3 separate regions of the Gossypium hirsutum genome follow, and all the other regions are linked to region 2. The links are chromatin contacts, called in public Hi-C maps. All regions are on one chromosome and are shown on one strand. The core of a region is the stretch at or near the end of the contact, and the rest is flanking DNA. Distances in the headings are between cores, read along the strand shown.

Region 1 (3,490 bases), core at 86-2,585, 240 kb before region 2:
TAAAATAAAAATAAAGAGAGAACTTACTATTCGGGATTCATGGTAGGCTGAAGAAAATAGAAAGATCGAAGGGTGAGATCGTCGAACTCGAAATGAAATTTCCGGCTATAGATCACAAAGATCTGACACCGTTTCGCCGGAAAAATTCGGCTGAAGTAAGGAGAAAAAGAAGAAGAAAGATAAAAGGGGGCAAAAGCAGAGATGAGAAGACACGCAAACGCAAGAGGGTGGAAGCCTGAAGCCTGAAGCAGAGAGAGTATATTTAAAATTGAAGTAAACGGCAATTCTTCGTTTGGTTCTAAGGAACTCTTTGGATCTGGGTCTGGAGTCGATTGAACTGGGCCATTGACGTTTACTCAAGAAACAAACAATAATGGATCTGATCAAGTTCCAGTGTTTGTTTTTGGGGCTGGGCTTTGTGGCTCACTTCATTACTGTTTAAGAAAAATGCAACGGTGGATTTGAATTTCTTTTTCGTTTTTAAAGGTCAAAAATTATAAATAAATAAATTTCCTTTGCAATTTATTTCTCCGAACAAAAAATCATCAAGGACTAGTTTTTTATTTTCTTTTTTCTTTAATTTTTTCTAAAATATTATTTTATTATTTTATTTTATTTATTGTCACATAACACACAAAATTAAAGAATCTAAGGAGTGATTTCACTTAGTACTCTCATAACCCAAACTTCCCAATTGCACAAAATTATTCTTTGAAAAGTCCTTGTAATTGATTGAAAACCCCAAGAATAATTCTCAGTAAAAAAATAATTTACTGAAAATTCAATGATTTTGAGAAACATAGGTTCAAATTATGGAGTAAACTTATCGATTTAGGATTTAGTAATCTCTTGATTGTAGGCTCACTTTTATACTCTTTTTCCATTTTTAGTCTTTAAAAAAATGATTGAAAACTCAATTTAATGTCATCTTTCATCAATTTACAATGCTTACGGTGGGTTTGGATGGGCAGTACATTTAATTACGGTTAGTGTAAAAACATTGGTGGTAGTGATATTAGATACTATAGCGATACTGTAATGTGTGACAAAAAATAAGTTAAATGCACTGCACCATACCCTACCGCCTATCTAAACCCACCCGTAATTGGCACAAAATTCTTACCTTCCATTATGATGATATATGCCACCAAAAATACTAACGCATTATCAATTTCCTTATTGTTATTCTCAATTAATTGTTATTATTAATTATTTATTATAAAAACTCAATTGTAATGGTCACTGATATTGAGGGTACAAATTTGGCAAAGATTGAATCATGTTGGCCATTGGCATATGCCTCTTTTAAGTGTCAATACAAGGATAATGCTAACGCTTCGTTTGGTTCAATGTAATGGCAAAGCTATTACAAGATGGTTCCAATTTCTATAGTAAAGCAGAGGTTTGGTTCATTGGAATGCTTAGAACACCGAATGGCGATTACAACTTCATTCCGAAAATTATTGCATAGTCATTCAGAGAAGGAGGTGCCGAATTGGCTATTCTAGCCTCTCCACCAAATGACCTTATTTTCCCTTTCGAAAACACCCTCAGATTGAAATTTCTCAATGATTTCACTTTTTCTTTTCTTTAGCCATCAACAATCTCACGCTCAAATCAACCTGAAAGGAAGCAAATCAACCTGAAGGCCAAAGACCCACACTTCGTTTACCGCTCCTGAGCGGTTCCAACCTATCACTGGAATTGCCTGGTGCTCAGTAAGGCCCTGCTTATTTTGATGGTAATTTTTTTTCTTTCTCTTGAATAGAGAAGTAAATCAATGGCTTATAGTCATATTCATTCAAGAAGTTATCCATTATCTACATGGTCCAAAAACAAGGTTGATAAATTGAAACTTTCAGGTCTCATTTTCCTTTTCCAGGTTGCCATATTATTTTACTGAACATTTGTAATTGAAAAGGTTGAACTTTTTTCTAGGTTTAAACGAAGCAGCATTTTCATTAGGTCATGGGCTTTCAATTTGCAGAACTCCCTATGTTAAATGTTCACAAAAGCTGGGTGAACAATCACTGGGCATTTCCAGAGTTGTTGATAAGTGGGTCTCATTTAAAAGATTGAATTCAATTTATCAAAATCTTGAATTAGAAGCCCAAAGTTACTAAATTTTTTAGGGTGCAGGAAACCAGTGAAAAAGGTTGGAAAGAACGAGCATCACTTGTGGAAGGAAAGAGATTCAGCTGGCTCTGGACAAAAGGCACTCAATCTTGATAGAATTGTAAGTTTAATTTGCTTATTTGTTCTATATTGGGTATAGTTTTTAGTTGTAGTATGGATTTGGTATTTGAAGTTTAATTCCAATTTTTAATGATGTTTGTGTTGCATTTGTTTTGTGATTTCACTGTTACTGTATAGCCATTGATTGAAATATGTTTTGTACTAATATTGTTGGAGTTATTCTATTATTTACTGAGAACCCATTTTACTGAAATTTTAGGAGCCATTTTATTTTTTCCTATATAAATTAGGGCTATTGTTCCTTTTGCAACCATGGAAGGCTTTTGCTACTCATCAATAACACCATTTGCAGCTTGAACCAAACTTGCTTTATTTTGCGGTGGCTGCTTGAACCAAACTTACTTTATTCTAGGCATCACTTTTGATTGCAATCAATTTCTTTTTCGGGCTTAATTTATATGCAGTTTTAGTTGTAATGATTCTTAGGTTTGATCGACTGTATGATTAATTTGGTGCAGCGGATACAATATGCAAAGACAAAGTCAGATTGTATAGCCAAAATGATGGAAACTTTGTTCCCAGAGAAAAGAAAAAGAAGCAAGAAGAAAAATGTGACAACCTTGCGTTTTAGTTCTTTGAATTGCTATATACATAATGCATAGTCCTTATTGACTTAAAGAAAATGGTTTCTCCTGTATTTCATTTTGTTATCGTGTGAATGTAATTATTGCAATTAACATGTTTATATTTTTCATCATTAGTCTGCTGCCCTTTTTACCATAAGAAAAATAGGGGGTAGGGAACTTAAATTTTGCATCTTCCTCTGGTTTTCTCATGCTGAAAGATTCATTGAATGATTATTTGGTGTGCTTCTACTGATTCAACCTATTTGTTCAAGATGCTATAATTTAATTTGTGGTTGTCAGCTTTGTTATGTTTAGTATTTTCTCGAGTTAAATTAGATTTCATGAAGTCACTGATACTCAGGTGACAAAGTGGATGTTGAGCAAAGGACAATGAGCTATGATAGGAACATATGACACCCTTCTGCTTGTATTTGATATGGATAATAGAGTGGATGAGGCTGGATCATTGTGGAACAAGGTTTTACATACACACAATCATTCTATCTCAAAGCGATTGTTTTCTAGGAACTATAAGTCCATGTAACTATAGGACTGCTTCAGCTATCTCTTTTTTATATTTTTGCTCAAGCAGCTCAAGAATGCTCTCTTTTAGCAGGTGAACGAGTCAATGAGATTATGGGAAGCTCATATTACATGGCTCCAGAGGT
Region 2 (3,456 bases), core at 640-3,139:
GCTACAATACTAACCCAAGCTTCACCTCTCCGACCCAACCCCCCTTTTTTCTTGTCTGAGATCCCTCGGTGTCTAATAATCATATTAATTTAGACTGAATTCAGAGTTGAGCCGGATTTGATCTAAGTAGTACATAAGAAAAAGTAAAAGTAAAAGGGAAAGGGAAAGGGAAAGAATTTATGTTACCTTAACGTCCTCGTAGAGTTTCTTCTCCCAAGCAAGGAGCCGGTCCAAAGTAGAACAAAGGCTCTTTGAACCGCCCGGTTCATTGAGGGCAGTCGCGTCAAGTCGGTATTTCACCGCCAACGGCGGCTTTGAAGTCCAGCTTGAGCTCAGGTTACTGAATGTGCTACTTGAATGATATACTGTCTCTGTAAATTTAAAAATGAGTAAAATAAATTATAAATTTAAGTAAACAAGATGACATCAATTTGAACTGTAACTAAAATAAGCTTAAATTTCCATATCCGAGGCTTACTTTTCAACTGCCTGAAACTTTTATCTAGCTGAGCTCTACTGATCTCAAGCATCTCGGAAACTTGATCTCCGGCGGCGGCAGCCTTATCGAAATTCTCTTTGATCGCATCGACGATCTCTTTCAAATCCTTATGCCTGACAACCATCGTCATATCCATCATAGCGCCCGTTCCATAACCGCCCGCAGACAATCTTGCATCCTCCGACTTATCATCCATTTTATTGCCTGCGGCTGCTCCATACATCTGCTGCCGTGGCTGCGGTTCTACCGGCGGAGGAGTCTGACGAAGATGATGCAACTTCTCCGACTCCCCTCTCCTCGAAGACCGGAAACTGTTGCGGGTCCCGATCTCGGATCTGGATGCCACGTCATCATATCCCTCTTCATCCGATGAACTCGTTGTAGTAAAACGATCATGATCATGGTCCCCCCATTCGCTGCAAAGCACTTCTTCCCTTTCCGTTTCCTCGTCAAAATTACTCTTGGCATTACCGGAACTGATGTTGTAACGGTGGTTCAGCTTTTGTGGACGGAAGAAATCATATTCTGATTTTTCCGTTTCGGTATCTTCCGTATCTTCAGGGTAGTTAGAATCTAAATGATGAGGTTGCTTTCGTTGTTGTACTTTTTGGTCAAAGAATTCGGAGTCTGGTGGTGAGGGAGGGTAAAAATTTTCCCAGTTCCAAACGGAAGAAGCTTGGGAAGGAGTGGCTGAGTACGTGGAATTAGCTGGATAAGCTGTAGGGAAAAAGTGGTTGGAAAACCCAGATTTCGAGCTTCGAGGAGAAGAAGAAAGGCTCGATTCGGACAAAATGTGAGGGAGTTTCGGGGGTATCTTACGTGGCCGACGACGATTGGGTGCGGGTACCGGAGATGAGACACTAGAACCGGAGAGTATGTGAGGGAGTTTCGAGCTAGCTATAGTCGGAGAAGGGGAAGGGGAAGGAAAGAAAGGAGGAGGGGGAGGGTGCAGGGAAGGGGAGGGAGATGGAGGGACACGTAGAGTGGTGGGATTAGATGGTGGAGGAGATGGGTTGGGAGGGTGGAGAAGAACGGCAGGGGTTTCGTCGGAGACGGAAATAGGCTCACCGGCCGCGAAGGAGGCGAGAGCCGAGCCGGTTACACGAAGAGAGCGGCAGTAGTCGGCGTGAGCCGAGGCTAGGTGATGTCGAGCATGAACGGCTTCCTTCATCAAGCGTCGCCGGTCCTTGCACCGCCTTACGATCTCTTCATTGTCTAGCTTTGACGCCGTACAACCCATCCTAACACACTATTTGGTCAAACATGAAAAAAGAAAAAAAAATCAGCAAATAAATGCTGAGCAGACGGTGGCGCGTAGTGTAGCAGGGGCGCCCGGTTTAAGCTTTGTTAACAACTGAATAATGAAAGGAACTGAAGTGCAAGGTAATAATAGCTGATGGGGTATTTGAACTTTTTCCTTTTTGGTATTGTGGCGGGGTCTTCTAGGGCTTTAAAAAAAATCCAAAAATTCATAAATCAAATCAAATGCTAGTATTTTGGTGGGATAAAAAATTGAGTAAATTTTTGAAAAAGAGCCCTTTTTAAAAAAAAATTTATTAGATTAAGTGTAGCAGCTGTTAGTTAAAAAAAAACAATATTACATTATTTAAGAATAAATTGTAAATACATTATGAATCTATGGCACCAAAAAAAATTAAAAAAAAAATATTGGAGACAATTAGAAGCATTTTTTTATAAATCAGTTAAAAACTTTAATCTCGTAATTTTTGAAAAAATAGTCTAATTTAATAATTTGTGTATTTTTAAGAAATTGTCTAAAAAATTACTATGAATAGAATTAAATTTTATTTTAATACTAGAAGTATTTTATTAAAAAAATTAGAGTTGGATTGGGGTATTTTAAATGAGTGGAAGGAGGGAGATTTAGTAATTAATTATATGTAAAAATAGGTTGGTTAATTAAATAAGTTGGTGTTTGCGGTTGCAGAAGGCTGCTTTTTGTTTTCACATTGTGGGTTACAGTGGGGGCGGTTGGAAAGATAAGGGCATAATTAAAGGGTAGACATTGATTATCCACAAACAGTTAAAGAAAAGAGAGAGGATTAAAAAATTTTGTTGTTTTTTAGGGTGGGGGTGTCTTGATTATTAATAAAAAATTTGTTGCCCTTTGAGTGCAGGTTAAAGATGGATGCCGTTTTGGTCTTGGGATAACCCTAAACCTTGAGCCTAAAAGACTGCTTTGCCTAGGTCTTGTTTTTCGCACAAAGGACAATTTTTGAGATTTTTGTTTTATTTTCTTATATATATTTAATTTTTTTTATAAAATGAACTCTCCCGATTAGAGGTGTGCATGGGTCAGGCTACCCGGCCTGGCCCGAAAGTCCACTCGAAAAATGAGAGGGTTCGAGTAAAAATATAGACTCGAAATATAGGTTTGGGCAAAAAAACGAGGCCTATTTAGAAAATAGGCTAGGCTCGGGTAAAATTTTTGGCCCCGGCCCTGCCCAAATTATATACTAAATATATATATTTTTTATTTTTAATCATATTTATATTTTATTTTTAATTTTAATATAATTAATTTTTATTATATTTTCAATTTGTGTATTGTTTTAAAAATTATTTTAATATATTTTTATTTGATTTTTGTTTTAATATTTGTTTTAAATGTATTTGATTATTTAATATATTTTAAAATTTTTTATTTAATGAAATAAGTTAAAAAAATTTAATATGGGTCGGGCCGGGCCGGGCCGGGCTCGGGCTTAATAATTTTATTTCGGGCCGGATTTGGACAAATTTTTAGGCCCATATTTCGAGCTGGGCCGAGCCCGGGCCTAGAAAATGGGCCTAAAATTTTCAGTGAGCACGGCCCAGCCCATGCACACCTCTACTCCCGATCCTTTTAATTGCAAATTTGAATAAATTGATATCTCAAAAATAATTTTAAAAATGAGCAATTAAAGATAATTAATCTCATTGTTAACATTTTTCAT
Region 3 (3,423 bases), core at 612-3,111, 180 kb after region 2:
TTGAAAGAAGACAGATGCAAATCATTCTAAAATAATTAAATTGTTCATGTGTTATACAAAAGTTCATCAACTTAAAGTAAACAAAAACTATATAACATTAACCTTGTGTCATTTAAAAAAAAATTAGCATTACATTTGGTTAACTGTAATAAAATAAAGTTGTAATAAAGTTGTAATGTAATAGAATTATAATTAGCAATTCAACTATTTAGTTAAATGAAATAAAATAGAAGTATAATACTATTCTTGTATTTGGTTGAATGGAATGATGTTATAATAGCATAAGAAAAAAAATTGAAATGACCAAAGTACCCTTAGCATAAATTTTTTTAGGTAGATGATTATTATTGTTGTTATTAATTTTAATAGGATTATTATTATAAATAATTTAATCATATTTTAATATAATTATTATTAAATATAATTTAATAAAAATAATATATAATTTAATAATTTTTTAATATAATTTTTTATATTAAATTATATTAAAATATTTTTAGGATATTTTGGGAAAATAAGTCGATTTTGGAGAGAGAAATAGAAAACACACCCTTTAAGATGTACTTTTTGATATATTAGCTCATTTGGTTTAGGGATTAAATGTTATTGGTTTTGTCTTTGAGCCCGAGTTTGATTCCTCTCCTACTCACATTTGTATTTTTATTTCATTTTGTTTCAAACTTTACTTTTATTTTTAATTACTATTTTTAACATATTAGTTTCTCTAGTTAGATGGTTAAATAATAATTATTTTATCTTGAGTCCTAGATTCAATTCCTCTTCTATGAACTTTAGTATTTTTTATTTAATGTTGTTTCAACTTTCAAGCTTTTTTTTATTTTAATTCATTTTTTTAATTAATAAACCTTTTAATTATAAAATCAAATAATTATTACCTAATATCATTATTTTTAGTAAATAAAATTTTTATATGTGTAATATTTATTTTTCAATCCATATCATGAGTGTAGTAAATTTTAGTATAATATATTTTTGTATGTGTGTTTGAAATAATTATTTGAAATATTTCACTTATAAACATAATGATATTTGAAATATTTCACACATAAAAATATTTGAAATATCATACCCAAAAGTAGATGAAAAAACAATTATATCTGAAATAATTATTTGATTTTATAATATTAGAAATAACAATATCCACAATATAAGAAGAAAAAATAAACATTTGACATATAAATATTATATATAAAGAAAAATATATCAAAAAATTAGTTTGTGTTTTTAAAAAATAAAATATATTTAACATAATGATAAATATTAATTTTATCAAAAATATATTTTTATTATATAATTGGGAATAATTATTTAATTTTATAAATAAAATAGTTATTAATTAAAAAGTTGAATTAAAACTAATAAAACTTGAAAATATATATTAATTTAAAAATTAATTTAAAAAATAAAAACTTGAAACAACATAAAATAAAAAATATAAATATTCTTAAGAAAAAAGAATCGAACGTAGGACTCAAAGATAAAATCAAAATTATTTAAGCATCTAGACAAATGAGCTAATATATTAATAACATTAATTAAAAATAAAACTAAAGCTTAAAACAAATAAAATAAAAATACAAATGTGAGTAGTAATCGAATTTGAGACATAAAAATTAACCCAAAACCTTTTTTTTAACTGACTTTTTTTTATTATCAAATTTTGCACATTTAACCCTTCCAATTACATGTGCGACTGTCAATTATTAGGGTTCCAAACCCTAACTTCAACTTCAGAACAAATGGGCCTTCGGACCTCATGACTAATTTGGACTTGGGCTTGAATTGAACGTCAATTCAATTTTAGGCTTCAAATGAGATCTGAACTCAATTTGGGCATGAACCGATATATTAGACCAGACATAACTCGGACCTTCGCTTTAATAAAATTCAAAAATGGGCCTCAAGATGAGGCATGTCAAAGTAAATACAAAATGATTTTATTTTAAAAATAATAAATAAGAATGATTTATTCAAAATGGGCCTAACAAATTTGTACCTTTTCAAAACTGTCGAGGATCTAAAGTACATTTACATCAACATCTTATTTGAATAACTTGAATTGTTCGAGTTCTAAAATTTAACTCAACTCTAATTTGAAAAATAGAATTACTTATTTTAGTTTATTTGAAAAACTAAATAACTTGGTTCCATTAACTCAAAATTAAAAAAAAAATTATTTTGTTTTCGAATCAAAGCAAGTTTACTCACCTAAAATAGCCACATAAGTGATATAATTGCACATTATGTACATTATTCATTTTAATATAACACCTCTCTCGATGAAATGTGATGGTCTATAGAAAATTTACAAAATATATCTATTTTGTTGCATCAAATTTCATGGTTTTGTTTGCAAAATGCATTTCATAACTAATATAGTAACACCCCTCACTCCAGTTCAACACCGGAACAGGATACGAGGTGTTACTGTACTTAAACACATGCTTACAAACATTTTCGTGCCATAAATTTTCGTTTAAATTAAAAAGTTTTGAAAACCGAACATAAAGTCCCTAATATGAGCCCATAAGGCCCAAAACACTCTTCGAAAAAGATTCGGGACTTAACTGAGTGCTTTAGAAAACTTTGAAAAATTTCAAGGTAAATAGGGCACACGCCCGTGTGGAAAAGTGACACACTCGTGTGTCATCTTAAATGATCGTGCTGAAGGCCCGTGTAGCCCACACAGCCTGGGCATATCTAGACACGTTCGTGTCCCTAACCCGTGTGGATTTATTTTTCAATTCAAACCTACAAGGGTTTTCACACGGCCTGGCATACGTCTGTGTCCATTGCCCGTGTCTCTCACACGACCATGACACTCCCGTGTTTTAGCCCGTGTACAAAAACCTTGACATTCTGTTTTTGACGTCATCAACCAATTAAGATTCCGTGTACAAAAATATCATCATTTGCATATATTAATAATGAATATTAGCCATTGTTCATGGCCTTATACAAAATGAAAGATTCCGTGTCAAGTCAACACTTTGACTCCAGAACAATATGACACTAACGAAAGACTAAGTCCGTATACATGCCATACTCAAAATAGAAAAACTAACTATACCAAGTGCTACAATTGATAGTCTGAACGATGCCTCATACGTCCGTTGATTCACGAGCTATTTAGGTGGCACTATAAGAAAATAGAAAGGTAAGAACTAAGCACAAAGCTTAGTAAGTTGCATGTAAATATATAACATCAATTTACCATGCATTAACGTACTCATAACATATCGTAATTTGCACAAAATACACAAATAGTAGTAAGCATAACTTATTCATTTTCATTTCTAACTACTCTTACAATATAGATTGAGTTTGCATATCATGAAATTCATGTGAATACCTGTAGCACTCATTGTATAGTCATAACCTCTCTTATTCCAACATAAACAG

The links. Hi-C and Micro-C count contacts between places; a contact is called where the count stands out from the background.
Region 1: a Hi-C map of leaf shows a contact between it and region 2, with 2.4 times the contacts expected there. The contact joins the promoter of LOC107952496 here to the promoter of LOC107950649 in region 2. A contact is called at or near these places in 9 of 34 Hi-C or Micro-C datasets (anther, callus and leaf).
Region 3: a Hi-C map of leaf shows a contact between it and region 2, with 2.2 times the contacts expected there. The contact joins the enhancer-like site here to the promoter of LOC107950649 in region 2. A contact is called at or near these places in 3 of 34 Hi-C or Micro-C datasets (hypocotyl and leaf).

The regions. Positions count from the first base shown.
Region 1 is chrA08:8,996,642-9,000,131 of Gossypium_hirsutum_v2.1, forward strand. It overlaps LOC107952496, which reads left to right and starts at 1,336. Exons shown (of 4, transcript XR_001698819.2): 1 at 1,336-1,741; 2 at 1,939-2,056; 3 at 2,140-2,236; 4 at 2,715-3,136. LOC107896233 (ras-related protein RABD2a) reads right to left here and starts at 349. Exons shown (of 8, transcript XM_016821376.2): 1 at 28-349. The coding sequence starts at 41.
Region 2 is chrA08:9,235,315-9,238,770 of Gossypium_hirsutum_v2.1, forward strand. It overlaps LOC107950649 (nitrate regulatory gene2 protein), which reads right to left and starts at 1,890. Exons shown (of 4, transcript XM_041075821.1): 1 at 479-1,890; 2 at 187-371. The coding sequence starts at 1,739.
Region 3 is chrA08:9,417,905-9,421,327 of Gossypium_hirsutum_v2.1, forward strand. No RefSeq gene overlaps it. Among protein-coding and RNA genes, the nearest start is that of LOC107952456, 6.2 kb to the right of the region's middle. Within about 2 kb of position 1,862, at least 1 of the 9 cell types and tissues checked has an H3K27ac peak or open chromatin away from gene starts, as enhancers often do. A contact at or near this core is called in leaf, where this site is marked.